Linked DNA regions of Gossypium hirsutum: region 1 is linked to region 2. A link is a contact called in public Hi-C data. All regions are on one chromosome and are shown on one strand. The core of a region is the stretch at or near the end of the contact, and the rest is flanking DNA. Distances in the headings are between cores, read along the strand shown.

Evidence for each region. A called contact is a pair of places that touch in the nucleus more often than the background predicts.
Region 1: a contact with region 2 is called in a Hi-C map of leaf, with 5 times the contacts expected there. The contact joins the promoter of LOC107886297 here to the promoter of LOC107886354 in region 2. A contact is called at or near these places in 5 of 34 Hi-C or Micro-C datasets (callus and leaf).

What each region holds. Positions count from the first base shown.
Region 1 is chrA03:88,155,847-88,158,883 of Gossypium_hirsutum_v2.1, reverse strand. It overlaps LOC107886297 (endoglucanase 8), which reads right to left and starts at 1,686. Exons shown (of 7, transcript XM_041097519.1): 1 at 1,392-1,686; 2 at 900-1,307; 3 at 674-766; 4 at 397-558. The coding sequence starts at 1,616.
Region 2 is chrA03:87,820,377-87,823,471 of Gossypium_hirsutum_v2.1, reverse strand. It overlaps LOC107886354 (21 kDa protein), which reads right to left and starts at 1,683. Exons shown (of 1, transcript XM_016810279.2): 1 at 655-1,683. The coding sequence starts at 1,403. The coding sequence ends at 774.

The sequences.
Region 1 (3,037 bases), core at 437-2,936, 340 kb before region 2:
CTTCAACAAAAAATCCAACATTTCACACCATGCAAATGGTTTTGTTTCAGTTCGTCTGAAAGTCTATAAAGGGCATAGAAAATGGGGTTCGAAAAATGTGAAAGAAGACCCCACAAAAATATGATCAGCTCCCATAAAAAACACAGGATCACCCACGTGGCACCCAAGACACATTTTCTTCAATCCTATAAAATGAACCTTATCCTACTTAAATACCCCAACAAAAGGCACCAAAGAGTAGAAGAATATAAAAGCACCGTTCTAGAAAAACAAATAAACAAATAAAGAAAAATAAATAAACAAATAAAACTTACATAAAATAAAACAAATTGGTATCATTATAATGATTAAGCATAAAACATATATAAATAATCCAGTGATTAATTAATTTTGTACCTTGGAAATGAGGACGTTAATCCCAGCATGCTTGTTATCCCAACCAAACTCATTGATGGTATCTCCAGCTCTCAAGACAACCTCGTTTTTCACTATGTACTCTCTATATACGCGCTTCCTTGAGGCCTTGTGCAGCCAAGCGGCTCCCCAAAGCAACTCGTCCTACATTACCATTATAGTAGCTACAGCCAGTCAAAGTTTTGGACTTCAATGTCATAATGCAACGGTTCCTCTTAATTGTACTGTAAGAGAAAAGAAAAAAAGGAGTCTGTCTGACCTGGTAACCATTGACATCGCAGTAAAAAGGACAGACTGCAGAGTGCAGCCTGCTACTATATGCACCTCGGTGCTTGTCAGCAAAGTTGAACACCTACAGTACAATACACCATTTTCCCCGACTTTCATTTTTCCATTAACATTCTATGAATCAAATATGCGAAATATCTTCCCATTTGGTGCGGTGACAAGATTAAGAAGAAACTGAGGTGGTGACAGTGAATTACCCTAATGGCTCGATTGAGGAGCAACCTCGAGTATGCAGGGTCTCGTTTCCTGAACACAATGGAAGCAGCAGCCAATGCGGCGGTGGTTTCGCCTGCGACGTCCGAACCAGGATGCTCATTATCGATTTTGTACACCGTACGTAAAGTATCCATGTCCTCTGGCCTTTCCCAGCAGCTATGATCAGAATAGGCGTCTCCCACTTGTACATACACCACTCCAGGCTTTTCCGTTGCTTTCAACAGATAATCCGTCGACCATTTCACTGCTTTAACGGTGTTCTTTAACTCCGGCCCCATGTTCCTCCCGAAATCTATGATACTCCAAGCTAATAAAGTCGTCGTGAATGCCATTGGGAACCCGAACTTCACGTTGTCTCCGGCGTCGTAGTAACCTCCCGTTAAGTCCACCTGAAACCGAAACATCAAACGCAGTTAAAATATACTTTTAGTAGGTGAAAAGGGAAATGTAGGCTGTCGAAAAGGAGTAATTACACTGGCGGTGGAGCCGTCGTGCAATGCAGAGTCGCGGCGCCATTTGACGCGTTGGTCAGGGGGAAGTCTGCCTGATCGTTGGCCTTCGAAAAAGATAATGCTCTTGCGGAGAGCGTCGTGGTAATCGTGGCCGCCTATGATCGGATAACAAAAGAGGAGCAAAGAAAAAGAGAAGGCGAGAAGCGCCGAGAAAATTCCCGGAAATGTAAGGGGTTTTGGCGCCATCTTCTTTGGGAAGGATTGGGGACTGGGATGGCTAATGGCTTAATGCTGATATATACTATACACTGCTAAGAAAACAGCAGAACCGACGTGGTTCTTTATGCTAAAACTGTGGCGTCCGATTCCAGAGATTGTACCAATGGGGATACGCCACATGTAGAGCTGTAACTGGTCGAAATTTGGGATTCCCATTCTTGACTTGAATGCCAGATTATTCGGGTCGGGTTGAATTCCGGTACATTCAATTCGAAGTTGGGTTAATATCCTTAGCACTTGTGCATTTCTACGTAATTCGTGTATAATTTTTTTATTTAATTGATACATTAATTTTAATTCCGTAATTTAAGTAGTATGTTTATACTAAATAAAATATGATGGAAAATAAAATAAAAGTAAAATTTATATAGAATTAGACTTCTTTTATTTTATTTTAGAACAAGGTTTTTTAAACCTTATTAAAATCTATCTATTTTATATTGATTCGGATAAGGTGTTTCAATCCTACTAGAATATGGCTTTACAAGCCTATAAATAGACATAGTCTATTCCTTTTGTATTGATTAAAAATTTTCGACATAGTAAATTTTCTTCTCCTCTTCCGGTGGTTTTTTCCCGAAAGGGTTTCCACGTAAAATTTGTGTATTCCTTTTTTATTTTATTTTATTTTTTCACAATACTAATTTGATAATTAATTTAATAGTGGTACGTGGTAATCTTTCAATTTATCACATGGCAAACAAAAATTCAAATATTTTTAAATATATATAAAATATTCCTTTATATTAAAAATAAACTTAAATAAATAATTATTTAAAATATTTGAGTCTATCACATATTATTATTATTTTAACAAATAATTATCTATATTTAAACTTTTCATATATCATCATCGTATTAATTATTATCAAATAATAATTTTAAGTAGCAACGTAATTTAATGAGCGGGGGTGGTGTGTGACAGTGAGAGAGTTAGAGTAAAAAATGTAAGGGATGCCACATGTGGCACCGATTACTAATGATTGACACGTAGAGAGCAAGTTAAGTGAGGCCAACTTATGGAAAAGATCATCAAAGATGAAAAAGGAGATGACCATGTATAGCGTCTGATTTATTGACTTATTTGGAGGTTTGTTGACTGGGCATATGAGTTTCTGTCAGCTGCTGGCTAGGCGGTGTGCATTTAGAAGTTGTATAGTTGATAGCGCTACAGTGTACCGTAATACCTAGATTTTGTGTAGTTCATAGCCCAAGCCTATTTCTTCGTTGTTTCTAGAGAGTGTTTTTAAAAATTTTGATTTCACTATTTTAAATGTTTAAGATTATTGTCAAAAAATAGTTTTAAAAAATAAAATTTATATTTTAAGTATGATGTTGTAACATAAAGATGTTTTTAAATTATGTTAAATTTCATTAATATTATGACA
Region 2 (3,095 bases), core at 434-2,933:
TTATTTTTATTAATATTCGTAATAACAACTATTTTTTAGACTAACATAATACATATGATGATTTGATTTTAAATTTTTTACTTGTTTAGAAATTATTTTTATCATACTAATAATTGTTATAACAATTAAAATTTTTTAAAATATAAATTATCTAATTGTGTAATTATAATTTATACCAACTAGCTAAACACTTTAAAGGATTGCAATTCTTTGTAATTACAAAAGTTCTAGTAATTACACATTCATTTTGTATTGTAAAAACAAAATCTTAAAGAATTAAAATTTGTTGTAACTACAATGGATATAATGAATTCCTAATAATTATATTTTCATTCAGGTAATGTTGCGGTTAAAAAATATGAATATTTTTACATAACTTCATTTTAATTTTTAACTAAAATATAAATAATTTTGAATATTTGATATTTTTTTTAATTGTTTAACTGAATTGATCTTGTCACATCAAAATGTTGAAGAGTAATTTCTTTTTATATTTATTTTTTATCAAGAATAAATTATATTTAAACATTTTAGGTAAATAAAAGCGGGCGTGTGGTAGAAATTTTTTATGTTTATTCTAATATTTAAACTCGGTTAGAGTTACAATCCAGAGAGCTCTCTGTCATGTAAAGAAAAACAGAAACTCCAAACTACTATCCCCAAACAAAACATTATCGTTATGTCTGAAACCAATGTACATTTAAAGAAAAAAGACATTCAACAATAGGCATCAGGTAATTTAGAAATTATACAGTTTTCATTTCATTTGCGGATTACATTGTACCCTTTTCTGCGTAACTATTAACCAACGCCAAAGCATTGCTCGTAAACTTCTTCACTTTAGCCGCCCTCTTGCAGACCTCCGTCTTCATTGGCCCATCCGCCACATCCTCGAATCCGTCCGTACACGTCTCCTCATCCGTCAAAGCCGCGCTCATCCATGTCTGGACATTCCCCATTTGGAACCTGAAAGACTCCGAACCTGGAGCCACCACCTGTTGCATTTGCTTCAGCGACCCACGGATTTCATCCACTGCATCACCCATGTTCGAGAAACAGTCGTGCAAGGCTGCGCTGGCTCTTGGGTCGGCGCCGTAATCGGCTTCGCGGGAGAGGTTAGAGACGTAGACTGCCATGTTACGAGCTTTAGAGAGGCTGACACTAATGGCAGCACGAGCTAGACGAGCTGGGTCTTGTTGGATGGCGTTGGCATAGCCATAAAGGGAAGTATAGCAAATATCGGGATACAAGGTGGCGTAGCAGCTTGTACGAATGAAATCTGTAGAGTTGATGACGGTGGTGGTGGTGGCGCTAGCGTCGTATACGTAGGAACCGAGGGTTGGGACTGAGTAGAAATAGAAGAAGAGGAAGGTTAAGAATGGGACGGAGAAGAGGGGTTTCATGGCGTAGGTTTTTTTCTTTTTTAGAATTCGAGTCGTCGTTAAGAAGGGAGATGATAGGTGTGAGTGAGAAAGGCAGTGGAGAAGGCTTTTGTAGCATCTAAAATGGAATCTGATTTACTATTTTGGCCGTGATTATTTTGTGGATTCACATGAATGCCACTGCTCTCTTTTTCTAGGTTTCCCACTCCACTATGAAATTATGCATTTTGGGGGAAATGCTTATCCTAGCAAAAATGATATATGGTTACAAATATACAATTTTTAGTAATAATGCAATAATTTTAATAATACTAGCTTTAACCTTTCTACACAAAGGAAATATTTATTATAATTTCTTTTTCTCTTTTAGTTGATTATATTTATCAAATTTAGAAAGAATGCTGTACATTAATAATTATAGATTTTTTTTCAATAAAAGCCTAGAATTCAATCAATATACCTATTTTTTAGAATCTAGTCAATAACTTTACTGATGTGTTCTTTTTAACAGTGATTTAGATATAAAATAAAATTATGTAATAAATATAATTATAAAATAATAATATAAATAAAAAATAATATTTTGATTAAAAGTTAAAGTGTAAATGTTAAAAATTAAACCTGTTTAGGTTTAAATTTTATTTTGTATATATATTTTTATTTTATATAGAAACAATATAAAATGATAAATTTATTCTCAAAATAATGTAATTTATTATGTAAAGATATTTTGATCATTATCCAAATGTGCTGATGTCCAATTAACTTATCACATCACTTCAATTAAATATTTAATGTATAATATAAACATGGAAATAATAAATGAATTCATAAAAATTAAAACTTCTCTATAATATAATTTCACATGCTATATATTGCTAGAGATATATATTGGTTAGTTAAATCAAGCAACTCAAAGCAAGTTAAGTTGATTGGATGGAATTGATAATATCGGATAGGTCGTTAAACTCATGAACGCATTTAGATTATATATGTTATTAATATAATAAAATATTATTTTAAATTTAATAGTAGTTAAGTTCCCAAACGTTAAAATTTTGTTATTATCATACCTCTCCACACTTTTAATATGTTAAGAAATTTTTTATAAGTTAACATTTTAGGTATGAACGACATAAATGGGACAGACATGTTTAAAAGGGGAAATTAGGAAATTGATGAATTTAAAATTACTTCTATGGGAGCGTAGTGTGAAAACGAGGGCACCAGCCGGTTGTAACCGGCCATACTTGATCCTAGTGGATTAGTTAGGACTAGGATTGGTAGTTAAATGACTTTTCACACTTTCCCCATTTGGCCAATTACCCATTCCCATCCCATTTCCCACGCTACTCTAAACCCTGCAACTTTTCCTGTACCTTCAACCCACATAGTTTTTACTTTTCATATGATATACAGTACAAAAAGGTTATATAAAACGATTATGATTGAAAAAAAATGTTACACGAATAAAGAGAATTGTGAAAGGTATCCAATCCGACACACATGCATGACGGGGCTGTTGGCTTGGTTTTCAGACGTAGATCTATACCCCAGTAGAATGTTCTAACGCAATAACAGGTTAAGCCCAGCTTTGAACTCGGATTAAGTCAAAACTTGGACTCTTTTTAATTAAGGCAAATGTACTGAAATCTGATCATACTTAGCTCGGTAAAATCAAACGAAATTAAAGGAATATGAAAGAGTGTATTT